Linked DNA regions of Sus scrofa: regions 1 and 3 are each linked to region 2. A link is a contact called in public Hi-C data. All regions are on one chromosome and are shown on one strand. The core of a region is the stretch at or near the end of the contact, and the rest is flanking DNA. Distances in the headings are between cores, read along the strand shown.

Evidence for each region. Hi-C and Micro-C count contacts between places; a contact is called where the count stands out from the background.
Region 1: a contact with region 2 is called in a Hi-C map of subcutaneous adipose tissue, with 2.5 times the contacts expected there. The contact joins two enhancer-like sites. A contact is called at or near these places in 8 of 47 Hi-C or Micro-C datasets (adipose tissue, embryonic fibroblasts, heart right ventricle and 5 more) and 1 of 2 datasets of contacts at active chromatin or transcription factors (skeletal muscle).
Region 3: a contact with region 2 is called in a Hi-C map of mesenteric adipose tissue, with 2.3 times the contacts expected there. The contact joins two enhancer-like sites. A contact is called at or near these places in 31 of 47 Hi-C or Micro-C datasets (adipose tissue, alveolar macrophages, blood and 17 more) and 2 of 2 datasets of contacts at active chromatin or transcription factors (alveolar macrophages and skeletal muscle).

Annotation. Positions count from the first base shown.
Region 1 is chrX:9,861,653-9,866,558 of Sscrofa11.1, forward strand. All of the region lies in intron 2 of LOC110257721 (a long non-coding RNA gene), which reads left to right. Among named protein-coding and RNA genes, the nearest start is that of TMSB4X, 210 kb to the left of the region's middle. Within about 2 kb of position 1,884, at least 25 of the 83 cell types and tissues checked have an H3K27ac peak or open chromatin away from gene starts, as enhancers often do. A contact at or near this core is called in adipose tissue, omental adipose tissue, retroperitoneal adipose tissue and 2 more, where this site is marked.
Region 2 is chrX:10,118,105-10,122,876 of Sscrofa11.1, forward strand. No RefSeq gene overlaps it. Among named protein-coding and RNA genes, the nearest start is that of EGFL6, 98 kb to the right of the region's middle. Within about 2 kb of position 2,042, at least 36 of the 83 cell types and tissues checked have an H3K27ac peak or open chromatin away from gene starts, as enhancers often do. A contact at or near this core is called in adipose tissue, mesenteric adipose tissue, omental adipose tissue and 3 more, where this site is marked.
Region 3 is chrX:9,623,217-9,627,838 of Sscrofa11.1, forward strand. No RefSeq gene overlaps it. Among named protein-coding and RNA genes, the nearest start is that of TLR8, 24 kb to the left of the region's middle. Within about 2 kb of position 3,290, at least 27 of the 83 cell types and tissues checked have an H3K27ac peak or open chromatin away from gene starts, as enhancers often do. A contact at or near this core is called in adipose tissue, mesenteric adipose tissue, omental adipose tissue and 1 more, where this site is marked.

The sequences.
Region 1 (4,906 bases), core at 634-3,133, 260 kb before region 2:
CAAGCCATGTCTGTGACCTACACCACAGCTCACGGCAACGCCGGATCCTCAGCCCACTGAGCGAGGCCAGGGATTGAACCTGCAACCTCATGGTTCCTAGTGAGAATCTTTTTCGCTGTGCCACAACAGGGAATTCCCTGTTTCTGTTCGAACACCATCCTATGCGCAGCCTCCCAGGAAATTCAAACTAAATTTCCTGGTAATAAAAGAAACCAAGTCAATGAAGGCTCTTAAAAATTGCCAGTTATTGGGCAACTCCTGTAACTTTTACTCTCCATAAAAGTTATAGCCCTGTAGGTCTGAGATAAAAACTGAAATTTACCAGAAGCTCTGAGAGTTGAAAATATGTTTACTGGACTTTCTGAGATCTTTCATATGAAGCCCATGAATGTCTATCATTTTTCTTTCCTGGGGACTTTTGGATAACATGAAAGAGTTCAATGGGAAAAAATGTTCATCTTCTGAAAAAAGCTAATAACTAAGATTTGCTGTTTCTTTTTTTTTTTTTTTTTTTTCCCACTGTACAGCAAGGGGGTCAGGTTATCCTTACAGATTTGCTGTTTCTTAATGAGAGGCCAACAGGAGTTCGGCTAACTTGAGAAGGCTACTTCTTCATCTGCTTGATGGTCCTTATTCAGTGTATCCTATTCTTCGTAGTTTTCAGGATTCCTGGGTCTATCTCTGGCCTTTACTGATGGCCCAGTGTAGTTCTTCCTTTCAGAATTTGTGTGGACAGTTTCTCCTCCCTGTGAATCTGTTACTGCCCAAACCACCCCCTTTCAGCCATCAGAGCTGTGCCACATACCAGGATCCTGGGGAGAGATGTATGCCCCGAGTTAAGAAATGTTATTTCCTTGGTTGTCACCGTAAACTTTCTAGACTTTCCAGTAATTCATCAGTAATTTATGGCTCTCGGTTCCCAAAGTCCGTTTTGCTGGTGAATTCTTGGTATTTCTTTGAATCATTCACTTTCACTCATCCTCCCTTCAGGCTCATTTCAACATTCAGAGGGGGGATCAGACCCATCTTGCAGCTATCTGAAGTTGTCAGTCTAATTCCATCCCGAAACTGAATTAGCTACCGTAATTGTCCCGAGGGCAGCTTCAGTTTGCTTTGGATCAGTTAAAGGAGTCTCACATCTAGAATCTTTTTTTTTTTTTTTTTGGTCTTTTGGCACCAAAGACATGTGGCATATGGAAGTTGCCAGGCTAGGGGTCCAATCAGAGCTGTAGCCACCGGCCAACACCACAGCAGGATCCGAGCCACATCTGTGACCTACACCACAGCCACAGCAACGCCGGATCCTTAACCCACTGAGAGAGGCCAGGGATGGAACCCGCAACCTCACGGTTCCTAGTTGGATTCATTAACCCCTGCACCACGGCGGGAACTCTGAGGTGGGATTTCTTTAATTTGGTCATTCACGTGGATTTTCTAAAAGACCTTAAATACCACCAGAACCAAAAGCCGCATGTTCCAGGAGAATAAATACACACACACACACACACACACACACACACACACACACACACACAGAGTCACAGTCACACTCACACACAAATAAGTCCCAGGACAGTATCCCTGCATGAGAAAGGGATTACGTTAGTGAAACACTAAACCAAACATCGCTGTCCATTTGCTCATTCTTCTTAGGATTAAACTGAAAGCTGTTTATCTGCTCTTAGTTGCACGGGGACATGTCTTGGCTTTCCTATCGAAATAAATTCTTGGCACAGTTTCATTGTTAGGGATACAGGAGCCAAGACCAAAAAAAAAAAAGTTCTTAAGAAGTATACAAAAATTATGGTCCTCAGATCTTTATCTATCCTGATGTTTTGAAAACTTGCTTTAAGAGAAATGACATAGGCCTGCGGTAGAAGGACAGGAAGGAAGGGGAGGCTGCGAGAACAGCCAGGAAGCTGGAACTAGCAGCTGTTCTGTTTTTCAGAGCAGGGGGAATAAAATTAGACAAGAGTTACAAATACACAAGTCTAAAGTAATAGCACGTCTCAGCGGGTCAGGGTGGTGGCCAGTCCATTTGCTTGTGGGTAAAGGACAATGGACATTAGTTCATGCAAAGTTCATAAAGACAGAGTTCCCTGGTGGCACAGCAGGTTAAGGACCCAGCATTGTCAGTGCTGTGGCTCTGGTCACTGCTGTGGCATGGGGTTTGATCCCTGGCCCAGAAACTTCCACGTGCCATGGGCGCAGCCAAAAAATAAATAAAAAGTTTAGAAAGAGGACTAGAGGGAACGTGGTGTGATCTCTCACACAGTCTTCCTGCTGCAGGTGTGTGGAAAGCCTGCTGAGGTTCGGCCCACCTCCATCTCAGTTGATTTCCCCTCAACTTAAGGGACCAAATACCATTTCTTTTCATGTCTGCTTTGCAACGTGAAACCAAGTCTGTAAACCAACTAATGGAAAAAATAAAAATCATTAAAAAAAAATTAAAGCAAAAAAATGAAACCTGATGACAACAGCTCCGAATCATAGGCCACAGGACAACTTTTCATGCCTGAGTGACACTCCCACCTGGGCTAATCTTTATGCAAAAGTGTTCTTTTATGCCTTCGTCCTTGGCTTTTGCTCCAAACCCAACCAGCATAAACTACACAACACGGCTCTCTGTTTTTACTTCGCTTTTTAAAATCAGGGTAAAAGAAACAGTCATCGGAGACATTTGTTTATTCAGTGTAGACTTCACAAGTGTGTGTGCCCTTGTGGGTTCGCTTGATCTCCCTCCCCCGCACCCCCTACCCCCGGGCCAGTTGTTGCCCAAATTGCAGTGCGAAGAGTAGGCCTTAATGGGGAAAAATTACTACTAAAGAGTCCTTGGGTAAATTCTTTTTCACAACCCAATGGGTAAAATGCTTGGTCTGCATTAAAATCACTTAAGTCACTTAACGAAATTATTGAGACCATGATATATACACTAGACACCATTCTAGGCACTGTGTACAAGTCAGGAAATGAAATAGACCTAAACCCCGCCCTCGTGAAACTTACATTCTAGTAGCGATGCAGGAAAAAAAAGGAAAGACGGGAAAAGGGTAGAGAAGGACAGGGGTCCTGATGATCACGCAATTTTATTGAGGTCAATCCATGGAGGTGATGTTTGCAGAGATGTTTGAGCAAAGAGTGGAGGAAGGGATCTCAGCAGATGTTGGGGGGAGAGCATTCTTGGAAGGTGAAGTAGCAGGTGCCAAGGCCATGGAGCGAAAGCCTGCCCTGGCACGATGGCAGAGCTGCATGGATGCCAGGCCCACTGCAGGGAGTCAGTGGGAGGGTGGGGGGTGGCGAAGCATAGTTTGGAATAAGAATTAAAATTTCAAAGAGGTCCCGTTGTGGCACAGTCATTAATGAATCCAACTAGGAACCATGAGGTTGCGGGTTCGATCCCTGGCCTTGCTCAGTGGGTTAAGGATCCGGCGTTGCCGTGAGCTGGGGTGTAGGTCTCAGATGCGGCTTAGATCCCGCGTTGCTGTGGCTCTGGCGTGGGCTGGTGGCTGCAGTTCCGATTGGACCCCTAGCCTGGGAAGCTCCATATGCCGTGGGAGCGGCCTTAGAAAAGGCAAAAAGACAAAAAAAAAAAAAAAAAAAAAAAAAGAAAGAATCAAAATTTCAAAACACAGTGTTCTTTCTCTCCTTGATTCTTACCAAAATTATGTTTCTGATTTTTCCTTCTTCATCTTGACAAGATAAATGATTCGAGGGGCCAGGTGTCTTATTACTAGAAATGTTAAAAAATAATAATAATTAGGCTATGTTACCAGATTTACTTTTTTTTGGCCACGCCCATGGCATTCAAGTTCCCAGGCCAGGGATCAAACCCTTGCCACAGCAGTGACCAAAGCTGCTGCAGTGGCAACGCTGGATCCTTAACCTGATGTAGCAACGCTAGATCTTTAACCTGCTGTGCCAGCAGGTTAAAAATCTGACTAGTATCCATGAGGACGCAGGTTCGATCCCTGGCCTCACTCAGTGGGCTAAAGATCCGGCAGTGCTGCAAGCCCTGCTATAGGTCACAGATGCAACTCAGATCGGGTGTTGCTATGGCTGTTGGGATAGTCTGGCAGCTGCAGCTCTGATTTGATCCCTGGCCTGGTAATTTCCATATACCGCAGGTGCAGCCATAAAAAGGAAAATAAAAAAAAAAAAGAACTCCCAGATTTACTTTTAGTTATTACATTGATTATCATCACAGTCATGGTCAACACAGTTTACATCATCTCATTTGACCTTGGGGTTAATGCCCAGAGAGGTGTTATTTTGCCCATTTTGCAAATGAGGACATTTTCAGATGCAGTATGACTTGCCTAAAATTGCTCAGCTAATAATCGCCAATGGATGATGAACTAGAATCCTAGGATTACTTTTGCTGAATCAGTGCCAGCAGCATCCCTAATTCCTGCTCTGAGCATCTGTATTCCTATAGTTTCTCCCTTTTGGAGCTAGAAAAGATCGGTTTACCTAAGAAGGAAACAGTAGATCGAATGATGATGTTTATTACAATAGTTTTTTTTTTTTTTTTTTTTTTTGGTCTTTTAGCCTTTTCTAGGGCTGCTCCCATGGCATATGGAGGTTCCCAGGCTAGGGGTGGAATCGGAGCTGTAGCCGCCAGTCTACACCAGAGCCACAGCAACGCTGGATCTGAGCCGTGTCTGCGACCTACACCACAGCTCACGGCAACGCCAGATCCTTAACCCACGGAGGGAGGCCAGGGATCGAGCCCACAACCTCATGGTTCCTAATTGGATTCATTTCCGCTGAGCCACGATGGGAACTCCTACAATAGTATTTTTCATTGTGAAACATGAGAAACAACCTGAAAGTCCAATAATGAGAAGTGGATACATATGGTGGGGAATATAATGACCGTCCCAAAAGGTCTAATTTCTGTACCCCA
Region 2 (4,772 bases), core at 792-3,291:
ACTTAGCTGTTTGTTTAAGGGGAAGTGATCAACTCAAGATAGAGCCGTATTTTCAAGGTCAAGTGAGCAGAATTTGCTCGTGATCTGGATATAGGATGAGCGAGAATGAGTCAAAGATAAATCCCATGCTTTTCGTGTGAACTGCTGGAAGAATGAAGCTTCCGTTTGCTGACACGTAGAAACCTGAGGGGGCTAAACATGTGAAAGGTGGGGTAGAAAACACGGGTTTGATCTGGCGTGTTCTAAATTTGGAGTGCCTATTAGATACCCATGGGGCAATGTCAAGTAGGCCACTGGAGATCAGAGTCCAGAAGGGAGGTCTGAGTTGGAGACATAGTACTTGTTGGTGTCAACTCCATGCTTTCTGAAACTCCGTGTGTTCTAAGCCCCAGTGGTAAATGACATAGTCCAGCCAAAAAGCTCTAGATTTACAATAGATTTTTCTAGCCTGAGACAATGTATAAACAAGTAAAACATAAAACCATGATGGGTTTAAGTACAACTCATCTTCAAATGAAATCTGTGGATGTGTTTTTGCAGCCAGGACAAGTATATTCCAAAAATATTCCAAGGATCAAATTAAGACACCCAGTCAGCTAGATCCAGTAATAACTAGTCCCCCTCCCTCCATATCTCCATGTCTTTGTGTAAGAAACAAATCAGTGAAATTGAACTTCATCAGAATTTAAATCTTTTGTTCATCAAAGGACATTATCAAGAAAATGAAAAGACGACCTATAGAAAAATAAAATATTTGCACATCACATATCTGATAAGGGGCTGATGTCCAGAATATATAAAGAGCTCTTAAAATGCAACAACCAAAAAAAAACCCCAGTTTTTTAAAATGAGCAAAGAACGTGGATAGACATTTTTCCTAAGAAGATATACAAATAGCCAACAAGTACCTGGAAAGATGCTTGACATCAATATTCATTAGGGAAATGCACTTCAAAACCATATTGAGATAGCACTTTAAACATACAAGGATGGCTATAATCAAAAGAGTGGAAGATAGAGGGTAGTAAGGATAAGGAGAAATTGAAACCATTGTGCATTACTGGTAGGAATGTAAAATGGTACAGCCAGTGTGGAAAACAATTTGGCAGGTCCTCTCGAAGTTAGAGAATTGCCATAAGACCCAATGGTTCCACTCCTAGATCTATACTCAGGAAGACGGAAACAGAGACCTAAACAAACACTTGTGCACCATTGTTTACAGCAGCACTAGTAACAATATCCAAAAGATAGAAACAGCCCAGATATCCATCAGCAGGTGAACGGAGAAACAAAATGTTGTGTATACATATGATGAATATTAGGAAGCCATAAAAAGATATGAAATGCTCATATGAGTCACATAATGGATGAACCTTGAAAACATGATGCTAAGTGGAAGAAGGCAGACACAAAAGACTGTACAGTATGTGATTCTATTTATATGCAATATCCAGAATAATAAATCCATAAAGGAAGAAAGTAGCATGTTGGTTGCTCAGGGCTGAGGGGAGAGGAAGAAATAGAGAATGACGGTTTTATGGCTACAGGGGCTTCTTTGGGGATGATGAAAATATTCTGGAACTAGACCAAGGTGGTGGTTACACAACATGGCAGAGGGACCGAAGGCCACTGAGCTGTTCCCTTTAGAGTGGTTGGTTTCACATTACATGAATTTCATCTGAATTTTTTTAAAAACTAAAAATTAGGATTGGCAGCAGAAAAAGGCTTGAAGGGCAAATGTCAGAGGCAGACCCTGCCTTTGCAGCAGGAAGCCATTCTTCCATAAATCTTCATAAATAAGCCCTGGGGTCTCCAGTACAGACACAGTTATCACCACCATCTCCTTTAGGCCACAAGAGCCAACACTTCTCTAAAAAAAGCAAGCATCACAAGTTGGTTGTTTCCCTGATTTATATCTGTTGCATTTCTGTTTTCTCTCGCTTACCATGGCCGAAGTGTTTGGAAAATAACTTGTACCCAACTAAGCGGAATAGCCTGATGCCTTGTTTACCGAAAAGGAAAATGAAAGAGACAGAAAGGCAGGACTGAGCACACTGTGCCTTTGAAAGCACAGACTGTACAGGGAGGAACGTGCTGCTATTTCCAGTCTTGTGTGGGTGTGTGGATAACAGGCCTCTGGAAACAGCTGTTTAACAACAGAATGGGGGAGTCTCCTGGGACTCACAGACCCACCCTCTCCAGTGAACCGAAGGAAAGTTCCGAGAGCTTGGGGCGTTCAGTGCATTGAAGCCATTCGAAATGGGGATTCAACGCTGGGGTTTGATTGCGCTGTCGTGTTTAGCTAGGCTTTGTTCCCTCTGTTCAAAAGAATGACTCCAGGAAACTGAAAAGCCAAACCAGAAACAGACAGGGTGTACTTTCCAGAAGAATAAGTGTCCTCAAAGCCACTTCTGCAGGGATCCAGCCTCCCTCTGGGGGTCTGACAATCTGCCCACTTGTGGAAGGAAACTGACTTGAATTGGAAGAGCAGTTGACCCCTGAGCAAACTTTTGTTTTAGGATCCAGCATTAAACACAAACTCTTTGTGAGGATGAGGAATAGAACATGATTTGAAGACCGAACTTGCTCTCATTTTTGTTTGAATGAATCATAAGACCCACCTTCAAAGCATGTCCCCATGCACTGAAAAGTGAAACCACCCCATTTCCATGCAGCTACAGAGAACACACCATAAATAGGACCAGAAGTGGTGGTTTGTTAAAAGCTGGGTAAAAGCTGATTTTTGTTTTGCCTATAAAACCTTGTGTCTTGGAGTTCCCGTCGTGGCGCAGTGGTTAACGAATCCAACTAGGAACCATGAGGTTGCGGGTTCGGTCCCTGGCCTTGCTCAGTGGGTTAACAATCCGGCGTTGCCGTGACCTGTGGTGTAGGTTGCAGATGCGGCTCGGATCCCGTGTTGCTGTGGCTCTGGCATAGGCCAGTAGCTACAGCTCCGATTCGACCCCTAGCCTGGGAACCTCCATATGCTGCAGGAGCGGCCCAAGAAATAGCAAAAAAGAAAAAAAAAAAAAAACTTGTGTCTTAAACCTAATGGGAGTAAGGATAAAGTCTTATAACTGAAAGACTAATTCCTTGAAGAGTGTATCTTTAGCCAAACTCTGGTCATCAGCTTGGGCATCTATTCATTCCATCATTCATTTATTCAGCAAGTGCATATTTATTGCCTGTAGTGTGCTAGGCATCATGTTAGGTGTGGGGATACAGTGATAAGCAAAGCAGATAAGGTCTCTGCCTCAGGGAGCAGGTGACCCAAAGAGGAGTAGAGAGAACTATTGATCCAGCTAGGGACTGAGGCAGGGGGCTGTTTTTCTATCATGCAAGTTCAATCCTTATTCTCTGTTTCTAAAATTAAACGCTGTGATGAAATACAGGGTCACCCTCCATTCCCTAGAGACATGGGCCCTCGAAAACATCAGAAGAAAATAGTCTCATTTTCCATTTCCCAAGGTCAGGATGATTCAGAGCTAAACAATGGCAGTGGTCCAGGCTGGGCTGGAATTCATGCCTGCAGGTCCTTCCCTCATTTCTCAGGTTCTCAACCCTGGATGGCCGGTGAGCATCCACTAGACCAACACACATGACGTCTCCAAAACAAACAATAACTTACAGTTAAATTTCCTGAGAAAACTCACAGCGCATTCCCCAGAAACTGTGAGGTCTTCAGAGAACTAGCCCCACTGAGAGAGGCGCCCAGTTTATGTAACCAAAGTACATGCAGTGTGCACAATCAAACAGGAGTCCTGGGCTCCCCGGTAAAATCTAGTTTCTGGATCTTGTTCTAGCCTTTCCCAGTAAGAAGAGGTAGTAGCATGGGCTTCGCATTTGCACAACTAAGAGACGGTGGTCATAGTTTTCTCAAAGCCAAGGGACAGTTGACCTCAAATGCAAAACCACATCTCCACCTTTTGAGAAGCAAAGTTCAATCCACAGTATTTAGCCAGCTATTCTTCCAGCATCTGGTCTTCAGGGTACCCCCAACGCTTTAGATAAAATCCATTCCTAACCCTGATGGCTGCGTTACACTTGCTTACAAAATTTGCGGCTGGCACAAAGCTGAGCATTGGCTGGGGAAAGGGTTGAATTTTTATCAAAATGAACCTTGACAGACTGGATTCAGACACACCCGTGTTAGCCAGCTGACAGATGACCTCCATCTCTGGTCCTTCTCAAAGTGGAGAACATCGTTTGTAATGGGATCAGATCCAGAAGCTGCCACTTAGCAGCCAAGCGTTGGACTTCGAGCCTAAATTGATCTGAAAGTCTCTGTGAAATAACTTAGCAAGAGGGCCACAACTTTGGGGATTACAAAACAGGGTTCTCCCCCTCTATTTAACCTCTCCCATATTCAGTTTCTTTAAACACTACTATTGTAATACCCCTTCCTGCCCCTAACTTTTCTGCATTTAGTAAGTCGAGGGTATTTTTACTCTCTTCAACACTTGGAAATGTAAGTTATTTTCTATGTCCTAATATTATGTCATTTTAGTGACTATTTGGGTGGGGTAGTATAGAGGCAGTTGCCTTAAGGTTAAATGGTTCAAAACCAGTTGGGCAGTAACTGAATAGTTTATCACAGTGAACAATTGGCCTTCCTAAATTTGGATTTCAGAATCATTGTTAGAGGCCCTAAAGGAAGTTGGGCACAGGGTAACATGGCCTACAGAGCTCTTATTGAAAGCCATTTGTGAAAAAGAGAGAGAGAAAAAAAAACAATTTGTGTAAAAAAAAAAAAAAAAGAGAGAGAGGAAGTT
Region 3 (4,622 bases), core at 2,040-4,539, 490 kb before region 2:
TTTGGACCCCTAGCCTGGGAACTTCCATATGCCACCAGTGTGGCCCTAAAAAGCAAAAAAAAAAAAAAAAAAAAAAAAAAAAAAAAAAAAAAAAAAAAAATCAAAACCACAGAAACACAAAAAAACCCCAAATCCTGAGGATTCCCTCTTAGGGAATTTCTTTTCCTGGTTTAGCACAAGAGCTAAAAAGTAGCTAAAAGTGAACAGGTATTAACTGTGTAAGGTATTATCTGTGTAAGGTGGTGGGGAAGAAAGAACAGGGAAAATATGGGTGAGTATGTAGCCAAGGGAAGAAGCAAGGCTGGGGTGAGTGGGAAAAGCCATGGTTCGGAGGCAGTTGAGAGAAGCAACAAAAAATAAACTCAGCTTCACAGGCTATAATAACCCATACATTACCTATGGTCTCTAGGACTTAGTGTGTGACAGGTCTATAAACAAATTAAGAGATAGGAAGTACATTACAATGATGATTGAGCAGAGCTTCCAAAAGAAAGTTTAAAATTTATGTCCACATATTGATCCTTCCTTTATGAAGCACATTTAATTTGCCATAATAACATACACATTAAAAAATGCCTTTAAATTCTATGTATACTTTTTTTGTTTGTTAGAAATTTGTGTTTGTATTGAGCCAGAAATCTTTCTCCCTAAAGACTCCTAGATATTTCTTGCTAAATAGGCCACCCATTGGGCACAGTGCTGGACACAGAGACTAGAAGAGGTAAGTGCAGGATTCCTGAACCCCAGGAGAACAAAGCCAGCAGAGACGATCCTGGACAAAGGATACTGGATAGTAATACTTGCCTGGGGAGAATGGCAAGCCGTGAATTCAAAATAGGCAAAAATCCACACACCTTGGAGACCAAATAGATTTATGGAGCAAAGCACAGGAAGGTTTCCAGGGAATGTGAAAGGCTTTAGCCTGACAGAGTTGGGAAGACAATGAAGCAACATTTGTAAAATCTGGTAGGAGTTCCTATTGTGGCTCAGCGGGTTAAGAATCTGACTAATATCCATGAGGATGTCGGTTCAATCCCTGGCCTCGGTCAGTGGGCAAAGGATCCAGCATTGCCACGAGCTGTGGTGTAGGCCACATATATGGCTCAGATTCAACCCCTAGCCTGGGAACTTGCATATGCCACAAAAGGGGCCCTAAAAATAAAAATTTTAAAAAGATCTGGTAAACTTGGGGAATGCAAGTCTTCATCTTTGATGTGTTGACTTTGGGGTGATGGTGAGAATCTTTAGCGCAGGATCTCTCAACCTTGGCACTGCTGGCATTTTGGACTGTAGACTATTCCGTTGGAGGAGGCTGTCCTGTGCACTGTAGCATGTTTAGCAGCATCCCTGGTCTCTACCCACTGGATGCCAGTTTATATGCTCCACCTGTAGAGAAAAAAAACTTACTAAATTCTTAGAGTTCAAATCTCCATCCATTGGGTATAGATTATAAAAAGTTGCTTACTTTAGTCCTTAAACTTGGGAAAAAACAGGAGGGGGTTTATTCCACAATGTTACCCACACGTGTCTCCTCCCTAGAGCATCTTAGAGCAGCTGTTTAATAAATACGGAATAAAATTTGGAAAATTCCAGATAGTCATCTAATGTTTATCGTAGAAATGATGCACATGGCCTAAAAGTGGCTAGTTTGGGGGAGAAAGCAATATGTTCACTTTATGTGCGACTCCACCTTCTCGCTACTTCTCGGTATTCACTCAGCTTCCAGCTCTGCGTCAGTGACTGCCATTTTCATGAACCATTGGCGCCCTCTAGAGTTCCCCATGCGGTAAACCCAGAAATGCCGACAAATCTGTAACTAGAGAGAAGGCCTTGTAGAGGCCTCCTCTGTAGTGAAAACTGTCTGGGAGGGAAACCACCCCAGGACTGAGTCAGGTACCCAAGGGGCAGCCTCACAACTACAATCAAGCTTGGGTTTTCTCACTCCCAACAGGGGTTTATAAAAATAATGTATAGAAATAATAGCCATTTAGTGAACAGCAGCTCTGTATTTAATCCTTACCAAAAATCCCCACAGAGAACAGAACTGTAACCATTTACTGGTAAGAAAGCAGGTTAAAGGTCTTGCTCCAGCTGACACAGCTTGGTGTCAGAGTGAGAATTTGTACCCAGTTCTTATTTGCTTTGAAATCTAAACTTGTTTCGCTTCCTTCTCTGTCTCATGTCCTGTTGTAAAGGTCAGATCACATACTAGGGTGTAAATCACCATACGGATATAAGGGATGAGGATGAGAAATGCCCGCCCATCTTAATTATGAAAGTCCCATGTGTCCCTTGGGTCCTCTTTCCAGCCCACATCATCTTGTCTTTGAAGCAGTGGGTCTTCAGCTTGGGCAGGCATCACCTGGAGGGCTTGTTAAAACAGCCCGGGGCAGGCCTGAGAATTTGCATCTCTAACAAGCTCCCGGGTGATGCTGATGCTTCTGGGTGGAGACCATGCTTGGAGACCCACTGGTCCAAGCATCACCCAAGTACCGCACTCAAAATGAACAATTTCGGTTTCCATGTTTGACAGCACTTTGCTCCCCTATCCTGGCACTTCTTTGTGTTGTCTCGGTCACAATTAGTCGCTTCAGATCCCTCCCCAACAAGACCAAAAGTTCCTTGAACCGCAGTCAAGGAACCGCAATTTCCTCACGCCTGTATCCCCCCCCCCCCGCCCCCGCCTTCGCCCCAAGTGCCAAGCCCAGTGGATGTTAGGGCAACTGTTGAATACATGGGGAATGAAATTCTGGAAAGTGATCTGATAAATACATTCATTATATAAGTGATGCACATATTAGCCTTTCCAGAGATTTCCATGGTTCGTTTACGGACGGCAGTATCTTAAGCCCAAATGAATATGTTTCTAATGATGTCCATTTGGGCAATGCTGAGGGGATGTAGTTTGAGCAAACGCCTTCTGAACAGTTTGGCTTCTTCGGGTCTCCCTGCTCCTCCACCTCATCTGGATGGCTCTGCATAGCTGCTCAGCTTCCAGTGGCCGGAAGTTGCAAGTTAGGCACTAATCTGAACACGCCATCATGATTTTCTGGTCACAGAACATGAAACATTGCAAAGGAAGGCTCATTTAAGATGCAGGTGAACATGGTCCAAAGACAATGTAAACTCCTAGATGCGTGTGTCTTCCTTTTCGCGTTACCCCATCGGATAGGTTCCTGGAAAGTTCTTTCCGCCGCCGGCAGCCTGGCTGCTGAGTCTGGAGCCACAGCATGAGGTGGGTCCAGCGGGGACTGCGGGGGGCTTGCAACGCTTCCCCACGAGTCAATGCCAATCACTGCCGGCAGGGGGCAGCCACAGTCTACCAAAAGCGTTGGCTTTCCGCTTCGCTAGGCGCTAGGGTGTGGAATCTTTGTTTATTCTGAGAGCTGGCTTCTCACCTGCCTGTGGACACAAACCCTCCTCCAACCAGTACTACTACCATAGCCTCAGAGCAAGTGCGTGGAAAAAAAGCGAGTCGATAAAAGGCTGGATCTAGTGCAAATCAGAGAATGGGCTCGATCTCATACAAAGAGCAGTTTGGGGCGGCGGGGGGGGGGGGGGGTGACCTAAGCGTACACAGTTTGTCCAGCAGTTTCTAGGTTTAATCCATGTAGACATGAACCAGTAAACTCAAGTGAAAGTTTTTTATTGGCTCCTGGTGATGTCATACAAGGCTGGGAAAACTGGTTTGCTGGGTGTGGGGCTTTTTTTATTCCCTGAAACATCTTCTAGAAAATGCTCTAAGGCCTTTCACCTTCTGCCCAGCCAGGGCCTTTAGCTGTAACTGGATACTAAGCTTTTCCCAAACAGACTTTTGACACACAATAGAAACCCCCAGGAAAGCGGGAGTGCGGAAAATAAGCTCGGCAGCAGCCGGTCAAACCTAGATCAGCTGGGAGTTTCTGTGGGCAAATGCAAGGCCAGGGTCCCACCCAAGAGGGTCTGATGAACTGATCTGGACACAACGTGGGTGCTGGAGTTTTGAAAGCTCCCCAGGTGATTCCACCGTTCAGCCAAGACTGAGAACCATTGTTAGTTGTGAGCCTTTGTTCCTCTGTGAATTCCCACGCCCACCAACTAGTCTAGATGCCTTCTGCCTTGAGCACCAGTTTGAAACATAACCCCTGGAGTTCCCTGGTGGCCTAGTGGTGAAGGATCTGGTGGTGTCACTGCTGTGCCACGGGTTTGATCCCTGGTCCGGGAACTTCTGCATGCCGCGCGGCAGCCAAAAAATAAAATAAAACCCCCCGTTAGCATAGGGTCAGAGGAATGGAAACCTGATCAAAATGGAGCAGAGTCCATTTTTTTTCTCTCTCGAATCGCCTCCATTAACTGCTCCCATAGGATGCCAGCCTGCTGTTTACTTTCTCCATCTCTGAATGGAGTGCTTGTACTTGCTGACCTTCACATACCTCCAGGTTGTCTAAAAGGAAGCCATGGGGCACTTTGACTTTTGAGTGACCTGGCAATTTGTTTGCATCAAATCCCTTTGAACCTTTGCATTGGATGATGAGGTCACTGTTTCCATATGTTGCCTAAACCCTGGAGTAGAAGGCTCCAGGCACAATTGAGGTCAAGTCGGCTTGAAGGTTAATACACAGGGGCCACCAATGGAGGCAGTG